2 separate regions of the Mus musculus genome follow, and region 2 is linked to region 1. The links are chromatin contacts, called in public Hi-C maps. All regions are on one chromosome and are shown on one strand. The core of a region is the stretch at or near the end of the contact, and the rest is flanking DNA. Distances in the headings are between cores, read along the strand shown.

Region 1 (5,342 bases), core at 2,187-4,686:
TCTCAGTCAGTTTTCAAGTCAAGAGGTCATATTTTTTGTTTGTTTGTTTGTTTTTTATTTTTGTTTGTTTGCTTGCTTTTTTGCTATAGACCATCAAGGCTGTTTCCTTTTATCTCTTCATTTGTTTGTTTGTTTTGCTTCCTTCCTTCCCTTCCTTCCTTTCTCTCTCCCCCTCTCCCCTCCCCATCCCCCCTCTCCCCTTCCTCCTTCCCCTTCCCCTCCCTCTCTTTCATCTTGGTTGTCCTCTGTACGCAGACCCCAGAGACAGCACTAGGTGCTAAGATAGAGTAAATAGTACTGATTGTTCATCCCCTCTGACCCCACCTCCCACATGCACATTGCCCATCACCCTCTGAACTTTTAAGACAGCTAGCTCCCTGCTAGGGTCTACCTGGCAAGGCAGATCTTCCTGGTTGCTCTCTTTGCCATTGGAGAGGGCTGATCTGTTTCTCTGTGTAGTGTTGGCTATCCTGGAACTCCCTCTGTAGACCAGGTTGGCCTCAAACTCAGAGTTCAGCCTGCCTCTGCCTTCCAAGTGCTAGGACTGAGGGTATGCACCACCACCATCCGGTCTCGGGTCTCTATTTAGTCCAATCCCCTAGCCCTGGGTCTGCTGCCGGGCCTTACCAGACACCACTGACACAGCGGGTAGACAAAGCTCGAGGGGCAATAGTGGAGCCTTGCTGCATGAAGCCTCCAACCGGAAACCAGAGGCTGTTGCCCAGGGAGTACTGGTTGACCAGGAGATTACACCGGCCCTGCGCACAAGGATGTGGACTGTACCACTCATAAGGAGTCAACCTGCAGGAGAGAAGACCATATTTCTGGGGTGAGGAGGGTAGACATGGGGTGCTGGAAAGCTGCACAACTCATCTTCCTGGCTGTGCCTGTGTGACTGGGTCCACTACTCCCCTCTGTTCCTCTGCTATACCTGGATCCTTGGATTTCTTTTTCCCGTGGAGGGGGTGAGGTGGGTTGGACTCACCCCCTTCAATAGTTTGAGAAGTCAGTGCTTCACAAACTATTTTTATTGAATCCTTCAAATAAATACATTTCTCCCTTAAGTAAACTCAGGTGTTCAACTCCAATATTTAAAATGACTAAAGGTGATGGCTTTGTCAGGAAGGTGGGAGCACAGGGATGGGCAGCCTGGAAGGGACCTTGTTTTTTCATGGTGAGTTTCCAAGGAGACCAGGAAAAGTTCCAAGGGTCCCATAGGGCCCCAGCTTAAAAACTCTCACCCTAGTTTTATAGGTCTCAAACCCCAGCTACATCAGAACTGCCAGGGAGGCCTGTTTTTAAAAGCCCCTGTACGATAAGCCTGTGAGTTGCATGAGGACTAAAAACTTGTAAGCTCCAGGTCCGTATCCACACTGACAGCCACTGACTCCCTCTTATCAGATGCAGTGTCCTAGATCCCAGCCTTAGAGATGCAAAGGTACAAGTATTAGCGCTGTGAGGTACCTCTGATGGGGGGGGGGTACCTGGAGTTTAATTTTCCTGCTCTAGAAACTCAACCAGAGTTACAGCATACGGAAGTGAAAGTACAACCTGTCTGAAGGAACAGGCACTGGGGCTTCAGAGTTCTCAGTGACCACATGTGTCTGAAGGCTCCCAGGAGTCTTTGTGCTCCGTGGAACCCATGCGCAAACCATTGCCTTAGAGCAGAATATCCCAGGTTTGCATAGCATACAAATATGCAGTCATATGGTTAGCCCTTTACTGCCTTTTCTATTTTCATTCTTTGAGACAGGGTCTCACTCTAGCCCAGGCTGGCCTGGAGCTTACTACATAGCCCAGGTTAGACTCAAATGCATGGCAGTCCTTCTGCCTCAGCCTCCTACCACAATAGGCTAATAATGTATTTTCTTTTGTTGTTGTCATTGCTGTCGTTGTTGTTGTCATTATTATTATTATTATTATTTTCTAATGCCAGATTTGGGACAGTATATGGGCGTGGCAGCCACAAAGGAGGGTGCAGAGCCCATCAGGGTAGCTTTAGGTGAGTCCCTTTTGAGTGTTTATACAGCAACAAAGCACTAAGACCCTTTGCAGAGCCTTAGAGGTGACTTGAAAGCTGTGCAGACTCCACTAGAGCCAACTGTCCACACATATAGCCTTAGCCACAGGGGGCCAAAGAGAATCTCAAAGCAGCAGAGCCTGGATCTCACAGACAGCTTCCTAAACACAGCAGCAGACAGCGCTGCGAAGTGGAGAATGGAAGTGTCAGACAGCACGCAAGCTCCCGCACCTCGCCAGCTGTCACTGACAACAGATAGTTGACAGTGGCAGTGCCTATGGGGCCAAGAGAGGTGGGTGGTGTACAAGAGCAAACCCCGGTGCCTTTGAAGACTACTAGGCCGTTTGATTTAGCCTTTGATCACCACAAGAAGAGGCACACTGGGGTCATGTAAGACTCAATACATTCCTGTTGCCTTTCTTGAGTGGAAAGAGCATGGGCACCCAATCCATAGACAGAACACAACCCCAGGAAGACCCCCCCTCTGAGAGATAGAGCAGGATCCAAAGGATCATCTGGCCCCGATGCTGTGGCCTAGAGACAAGAAGTCACTTGCCACAGAGCCTCTGTTGGATTTCTAGCTCATTCTAAGCTATTCTCCATTCCCACTCAACAGTCCCCTGTGATAAACTGAGCAGGTGGCGGGGACTTAAACAGGTGGAAGGTGGCTTGTCCTGAAATTCAGGCTACCTTAGCTCAGGGGCAAACAATCCCTTACAGCTTAGAGATACCCTGGAGTGTTTCAATATGACCAGGAACAGTTCCTGCCTTCTGCGGACAAGGGAAGGTTAATTTTCCCTGGCCCCTAACCTTTACCATTTCTCCCAACTCAGTACTGGGCACAAATGTACCCTCTTGTTGCCTGCTACCCTCTGTGGGTTTTGTTTGCCAAGACAGCTGTGTTTTCAGAGGCAGAGCCAACCTCTGCAGAGGAAGCATTTTCCCCGGCCTGTGTCACTGTGGCCTCTGTCCCCCTTGTCCCCGCCCCCCCCCCCCCAACTCTATTTGGATTTGCAAGCTCCATTTCTCATCATTCAGGACTTTAGGGCAGATCATAGCAAGGAGGGATGCCAGGGTACCCAAATGCACCATGCTTAATTAGAGCAGTCTTCCTGTCGCCCCCTCCCTCTCTCCTCTTTCCCAAAGTTCCTATCCAAGTTGGGGCGGGTGGCAAGGATGCAGGAGGCCAGAATACAAAAGCAAACGCAGACAAGCAAACCTGTCCGCACTGTGCATGGTAGGGAACACAAGCACAGGCAGATGGACGGCTAGTGTGAGGTTGACAGCTGGGCAGAGAGCATTTCAGGCCCCCAGTCCCTCTGCCATCTCTATTTGGCACCCGAGGTCTTCTAAACCATCCTCTCCTCCCACCACCCCCCGCCCCGTGCAGTTCCCAGAGTGGACACGAGGTGGCGGTGTGAGGACAGGGAAGGAAAGGGAAGAGTACCGAGCCACCAGGAAGAGGACACAGCTGACCGCCAGATAAGCTAGAAGCATGAAGAGCCAGACTCCTGGAGAAAAGGGATCCAGGAAGGAGAAATAGCCCGGTCTGCGTCCCTGAAAATGAAGATGAAAATAAGATTCACTATACATAGTCAAAATGGCTTTGGGCAGGGCAGGGCATGAGCACTGGCTTGGACCTAGCATTCTGGGGAGACTCTGGGTGATTCTAACAATGCCAGAGATGATAGTGTAGCCCAACACCTTGTAAACCCCGATCTAGTGATGAATCAAAGAGCAGTGTGGGTCTGTCTCTTCCAGGAATAACGAGGCTTTGTGCTGAGTAAGTCTGCCAGCCCTTTGACACCTGCGACTACTGCCTTGGGGCTCAGGAGGACCTGTGAGGTGAAGTTGCTGTACAGGGGTCTGACCTCAGCACCTCTCTTTAATGTCTGCATCTTTCTCCTGAGAGTGTTAATATGGCTTGTTCCCTTGGCTTTTTGCTTTGCCAAGTGTCCTCAGACAATGGAAACAAAGTCCTGAGGGCCCCTCAGACGATTTTGTCCATTTTCCTAGTGAAGAAACCAAAGCCCAAGAGATGCACCCAAAGTCATGCCATGGCAAATGGATGACTTAGAGACACATCTTCTAACTCGAAGTCACCATCCGGTCCCCTCATAGCTTGATGTGCTTGCAACTCTTGAAGTTGGAGCCAGGAAAGGAAAATCAGCTCCAAGTTCCCACCACGTCTCACAAGAAAGAATGTGAAAGACGGTGTCAAGGCGTCTGGTGCCTGATCCTGTCTGGTCTCAGCTAAAGCTGGGCTAGATCAGACCCACTCTCTGAAAGCTGCAGGCTTGCTCCATTACCCTACAGTGTTTCGTCTTTCATTGAAGAGAGCTCACATACACATCTGTGTTCCTTTCTTCGTAAAGGAAACAAACACCCTACGTCAGAATGAACACCTAGACTCAATCTGTGGGTCACAACCTCTTTGGGGCACCAAATAACCCTTTCATAGATGTTGCCTGAGACTATCAGAAAACATAGGTATTTACATTATAATTCATAAAAGTAGCAAAATTACAGTTATGAAGCAGCAACAAAAATAATTTCATGGTCAGGGGGTCACCATAGCATGAGGAACTGTATTAGAGAGTTGCAACACTAGGAAGGTTGAGAACCACTGCCCTAGACGGTCTGACGGCACAGGAGCTGAGCAGAGGTTGCCGCTACAGGTGGGGTGTGCTCTCTCCAGCCACGTTCCGCTGTCAGCTTTATTTCTTCTGTTTACTACAAAACCACCAGGCTAGATGCTGTCTAAGGGCCATTCGAAACGGAAATGCTGTAATTTTTATGATCTCAGGAATCCAGGAAGTCTGTGGATGTAACTAGAAGTCAATATCACCTTAAGCCAATCTATGAGTAGGTCTGCTTTCACACTTAAAGTTATATCAGTCATAATAGCACCTACTACCTGTATGCAGTGCCTGCCTCGATAGCTTTCTGTGTGAGTGACCCCATGGTACCTGCATAGCCTTATTCCTCAGTGACTTCAGCTTTTATGGGTGGCTTCTCATTTCCTCTCAGAGAACCAGGAGGAGCATCCTCAATGCCCTAGGGAAGAATTTTACTTTCCCCTGGCACAAAAGGGACACAGAGTTGCTTTACCACTTGCCCTGCTTATAGGCAGTCATTCTTGAGACCTGCCGTCTTTCATCAATGTTACCAGAACCTCTTAGGAAGCCTTTATGAAAATAATTTTCTTTCCATGTATAGCACAGGCCAGGGAGAATCCAAGGGCATTTTCTCCCAGTACATGAATGGTTGTTGATGTTCAGAGGACGCTTGATCAGGCTGGTTGGGAAAATGAGTCTGAAGA
Region 2 (5,239 bases), core at 872-3,371, 250 kb after region 1:
GCCATGAGCAGCAGGCAAGCTGTCAGAAATAAACCATAAACAAACAGAAGGGTGACAAGCCATGTAGAGCTTGAGGGTCATCGAGAGGACTCCATCCTTTTCTCTGATGAGGGGAAGAGCAGCAACCTGACATGACCCAACTTCTAGTTTAAAAGAATTGCTCTTGCTCTCTCATATTTGAGATCAACAGGTGACATAACCGTGAGCTAGGAAACAAGAGAAAAATGTCTGTGGCACTGTGGGAAAGAGTCAGTGTGACTCAGAACAGGGAAGGGACGCCCGTGCTAGCAGGAAGCTGTTGAGTCAAACTGGCTGGATGTGCAAAGCTAAACCAACAGAACTTGATGGCCAGGGGGCGGGGTCAGAGGTCGATGGGATGAAGGATGGCTCCAAGATTGGAAGCCCAATTTCAAACAGGTATGATAGAGAAAGGGAGCCTGGTCTGTGTTTGTATTTTTAGATATGTGTGTGTATATACACACACGAGTGTTCGGGTACATGCATCCACACACTTGTGGAGGCCAGAGAAGGACACTGGGTGTTCTCCTGTACCACTGATCTACTGTATGCCTGAAACACAGTCACTCATTGAATGAAGAACTCAGCTCTATGGCCAGGCAATCTCCCAGGATCCACCTGTTCCACAGTGCTGGGGTTTTGGGTACACGTAACCATGAGGAGCTTTTTCTATGGATGCTGAGGATTTGATTCCCACACTTACACAGCGAGCACTCTTGCCTCCTGAGCCATCTCAGCATCCCTCTCATTACAGCTCACGAGTGGGGAAACGCTAGGAAGAGCAGGCCAGGAGGTGATAAGATCTCAGCTGCAGACACGCCATATCTAAGTCTATATTGTCACCCGTGTGAAGATGACAGGTAGATTGCTGCATGGATGAGCTACAGGATGGGTTCAGAGCTGAAGAGGAGACCGGAAGATCATCTATGTAGACACGTAGACATACATAAGATCACCACAGCCGTGGTGTGGATATGGGAGACACTTGAGGTCAAAGGTCTGAGAAACAGCCATATTCAGAGATTGAAAGACACGAAGAGGGAGCCACGGAGATGGCTCAGTGGCTAAGTGTGCTTGTCACCAAGCCTGACAATCGAGTTTGATTCTGAGCGCTGTTGATAGGAAAAGAGGGGAGAGGAGGTAAAGGGGCTTGGGTAAGCAGTTCTTCCACGGTGCCTCCTGAAAGGGACAGAGAGAACTGGCATGGATAGTTTAAGGAGGGGCAGGAGTCAAGATAAGATCTGCCATCTGGTGTGAAGGGACAAAAGACAGAGACTATCCCCCATGGGATGCTCCTAGACGCCTGGTGTGGGTGGAATTCAAATACAATACAATTCTTGAAAACATGTGTATGAAACAGGTGGGTAAGTCCTGAGGCTGACAGTGATATGCTGGGCAAGCTGAGGCACGCTGAGGTTTCCAGGGGTGAGAGCTCCCAGGAGCAGGAGAAGTTCACCATGGACACCAGCCCACCTCAAACCTGGGAGGAAAGGAACAGAACAGGCTGTGGCCAGTGCCTGCCACCCTGGGGTAGAGGTTCAGAGGCGAGCACCTAAAGAGGTCATCTAAAGAGGTCACACCAGCAGACATTCCCAAGCACGGCTGCACACTGGACTCACGCGTGGCGCCTCCTGAGGCCAGCACAGGAATGCTATCTGCAGACGAAGAAGACAGTAGATGCCAGTGCATGAAAAGTTAGGCCTGGATTAGCCTGGGTTCTCTCCACAATTCTCTTTGTCATTTTGTAGCCTAGCTAGGCGCCATCAACTCAGTCTTCTAGGAGCTGACCAGCCACCAAGTGAGAAGAAATACCCATCTGCAAGAGCGGCTGTTGGGAAGCCTCTTGGCTTGTCTACAGCATCCTGATGCCCTGTGAGTGCCCCCAGCAGCTTCCATAAACCCTGCGGGGGACGTGTGTCTGCTTATCCAGACTAATGAGAGTTAAATGTGACTGCGGTCTTGCCTGCAGCTGAGCCGAGAGGCTACGAGAGGAATGTTCAGGTTTTGCTGGCGTTCATGAGTGCATCCCACCGACTCAGACTCGCACCACGCGAGCACTCAGCTAAGATCTAGCAGCTGCTTCTCCCACCCACCACACAGCCACAGCCACAAGGAGAAAGGACGCCCCCAGAGAGTCTGGACTGTATCACAAAACAAGATCTGCCTGCTAGCATGTCTTACCTGATTTCCCCCAAGCAACTGGAGCCAAGTAGGGTCATGGCTTTAATTAGGCAGGTGACTGTCTCAATTTAAGCTCTTGTTAATGGTTATTAATGAAACCACAATGAAACAGAAGTGTCTTCCATGTGCAAATGGGACCAAAGGCTAACTAAACTGTCACACCCTAAGGGTCCTAAGGGTGACAGGTGAAATCTTCAATTTGATGCTGAAATCCCTGTTAAACCTCTCATGGTCACCTGGTACCCAAAATGCCCATTCCATCTGCCAGATAGACTTTTTTAAATGTGGAAACAAAGATCTCTCTTCATAGTTTCCAGAAGCCCACCCCCTTTCCCTCAAATACAATGTACAAATGACTCAGTCCACATCCTAGGGCTCTGCAAGCCATTTCATGGAGCTGAAGACAGGTTTTTGAAATTCTGATAAGATTCTTTCAGTACCGTGTGCTCCCAGCTCAACCCAGTGGTGACTAACAAGTGTACCGGTCACTTCCTCAGGCAGGGCTAGACCTTGATGTATCCAGCTGAGGAGTGGATATCATCACAGCCAGACAAAATGAACTCGAGTCCCAGGCAGGGAAGCCAGACCATTCCAGAACAAATAAACATAGGCAGCCACACACCCAAATGATATTGAAACCAACTCCATCATCCACAGTTCGCAGTTACAGAATCAGGGCCCTACGTCTCACCTCCGATGCTTCTGCACTGTAACCTTTGCCAATGCCCAGCCCCAAAGACTCGTCACAATATGCTGAGAAAAATTATAGAGAAGCCTCAGTTACTAATGGTCACTGCCATGATTTGCCTACTCCTCTGTGAGGTCCAGACAGCAGCATTCTGGCCTCTGGAAGCTTTTGGATCTTGGCCACAGGGAATGTGCTGCCAAAAGGCTGTCTCAGACTGTGACACCCTCAGATTCTGCTCAGTTCATATCCTCTGACTTTACCATTTACTTTGGTAGAATCCTGGATAAGCCACAAATCCTGAGAGCCTTGGACTCCTCCTCACAGCACATGCCCCCTTCTGCCTGTCTCCTAGAAACCCAGTAAACACATCAGAACACTCTATTCACTGCAAACCATGGCACCAACGTTACCAGTTGGAGAGTTGTGTCATCTTGGCCGATGACTTCACTGGGCACACTGACCTAGATAGCTCTCCAACTCCTGCCAGCTCCCATATCCACCCCAAAGTGTGTAGGTTCAAGTGGGTGGGTCCAGAAGCAAGATAGAGGGAGTCAGTCGTCTAGGATCTGAATGCAAGTGCATTTACAGAAACACACATTCACTTTGGAGGCAAAATACTCATTTTCTGTATTAGTCTCTTGCCTCATTACTGTGACCAAATAAGTGGCAGGAAGCAACTTGAGGAACAAAGGGTTTATTGTGGCTCCCAGCTGAGGAGGATGCAATCCACAAGAGCATAGAGCAGAGGGCCAGTACATTCACACTCAGAAAACTAGTAGCTAAGAGGTGAGGCTGGGGTATAAAGCCTCCAGACCCTTGCTCAGTGGCCCTCCCTCATTCTTCGGTGAGGCTCCACCTCTTAAAGGTTTTGTGGCCTTCCAAAACAACATCACCAGCTGTCAACCAAGAGTTCAAACACACTCTGGGAACATTTCACATTCACACTACACTTTTCCTAATTACGTCTTGTGGGCTAGCAGGCAAATGGGATGCCATGCTTGGGCATGGTCTCACCCTGGCAGGGGGAGCATTGGAACACTGAAAGGGTGGCTCAAAATTCAAACTTTGCCATATATTACCCATTCAGCAGATGGTGGGAAAGCCTGGCCCTGCAGTCAAGACTAGATCCTGAGAGGAAACGCATGAATCAGACAGACACAGACTCCCTTGAGATGCTCACCAAAGAAGAGATTGTGGTCCAAAGGCTTCCTTGTGTCCCCTGTCCAGGTGACACATGAAGGGTCATCAATATCTATTTGCCACTATGGTGAAATACTGGCTGATTGTTTACCTAACTGATTCAATTTGGAATAAAGAAGAAAAGTTGCACAATGATCAGACTTTCATAAATCAAATCATGTTGTAACATTAGGAGGGGAACTCACTACTCAAAATACCCCATGGTGAATCCTCTACAAGGCTAAGAAATCGGCAGTAGGTTTGTCTCAGTGTGCCCAATAGATTTCATACACAGCGGATGAGATCAGTAACCAGTGGCTTTATTCTTCGCACTGGTCTCCCCCCCCCCCCAATCCTCCTGTTAGCTTCATCTTGATAACATTTGAATGCTCTAGGTTAGACATTCTCTGCAAAGGATTGAGGGTCACTGGAGGAAGTCAACTAAGTAGAAACTTATAGTTGTGAAGTGCCTGGGGATGGGGGGGTGGGGGACCTAGTGAGGCTGAGCATCAGACAAGTCTGAGCTCTTACTGCTGCGCTGTGTAGGAAAGCGTTAAACAAGAAAGAGATTCAGTTGTTGCCTTAACCTGCCCGATGTCCCGTGCCACCAATGCCGAGAGACTCCCTTGAGCATCAGGACCAACCCTCTGAAGTTCCTGCTGATCCGTGCTGGTTTCCTCCTCTGTCAGCTATCATCTGGTAATTTACTGGGGGTAAAAATGCCAAGGCAAAGTAAGAGACCATACAAGCCATGATTATCCATCTTTCAATATTTTAAAACCCGAAATAAGAGATGCTGCTGTCCCCAGGGGAAGGATTTTCAGATGAAAAGCTATTTTAGTCAAAAGTGACAGGAGAGGAAGAAAAAGAGGAGGAGGAAGAGGAGGGGAGGATGGGGAGGAGGGAGAGGAGGAGGAGAATCAAAATAAAGAGAAGAGGTGGAAGAGGATGAGTAGGAGGAGGAGCAAAGAGAAGAGGCAGCTGGGAGGAGGAGGAGGAGGAGGCAGCAGGGAGGAGGGGGATCATCCCCAGCAGGAGGATAGGATGAAACACGTTCCCACAGAGTAAGAGCATAGATAGAGAGAGCATGGATAAGCCTCCCTCACCCTTGGTCAGTAGTGGGTAGCCCAATGTGTATACAGTGCAGTGCAGAAGGACCGGCCAAGGCAAGCA

What was found. A called contact is a pair of places that touch in the nucleus more often than the background predicts.
Region 2: a Hi-C map of cerebral cortex shows a contact between it and region 1, with 2.8 times the contacts expected there. The contact joins two enhancer-like sites. A contact is called at or near these places in 7 of 484 Hi-C or Micro-C datasets (adipose-derived mesenchymal stem cells, cerebellar granule neurons, cerebral cortex and 4 more) and 3 of 9 other capture datasets (adipose tissue, embryonic stem cells and liver).

The regions. Positions count from the first base shown.
Region 1 is chr9:42,546,940-42,552,281 of GRCm38.p6, forward strand. Grik4 (glutamate receptor, ionotropic, kainate 4) reads right to left here. Exons shown (of 21, transcript NM_175481.5): 15 at 3,468-3,577; 16 at 628-801. Among named protein-coding and RNA genes, the nearest start is that of Tbcel, 77 kb to the left of the region's middle. Within about 2 kb of position 3,437, at least 26 of the 459 cell types and tissues checked have an H3K27ac peak or open chromatin away from gene starts, as enhancers often do. A contact at or near this core is called in cerebral cortex and muscle stem cells, where this site is marked.
Region 2 is chr9:42,800,045-42,805,283 of GRCm38.p6, forward strand. All of the region lies in intron 3 of Grik4 (glutamate receptor, ionotropic, kainate 4), which reads right to left. Among named protein-coding and RNA genes, the nearest start is that of Gm36590, 130 kb to the left of the region's middle. Within about 2 kb of position 2,122, at least 36 of the 459 cell types and tissues checked have an H3K27ac peak or open chromatin away from gene starts, as enhancers often do. A contact at or near this core is called in cerebral cortex and muscle stem cells, where this site is marked.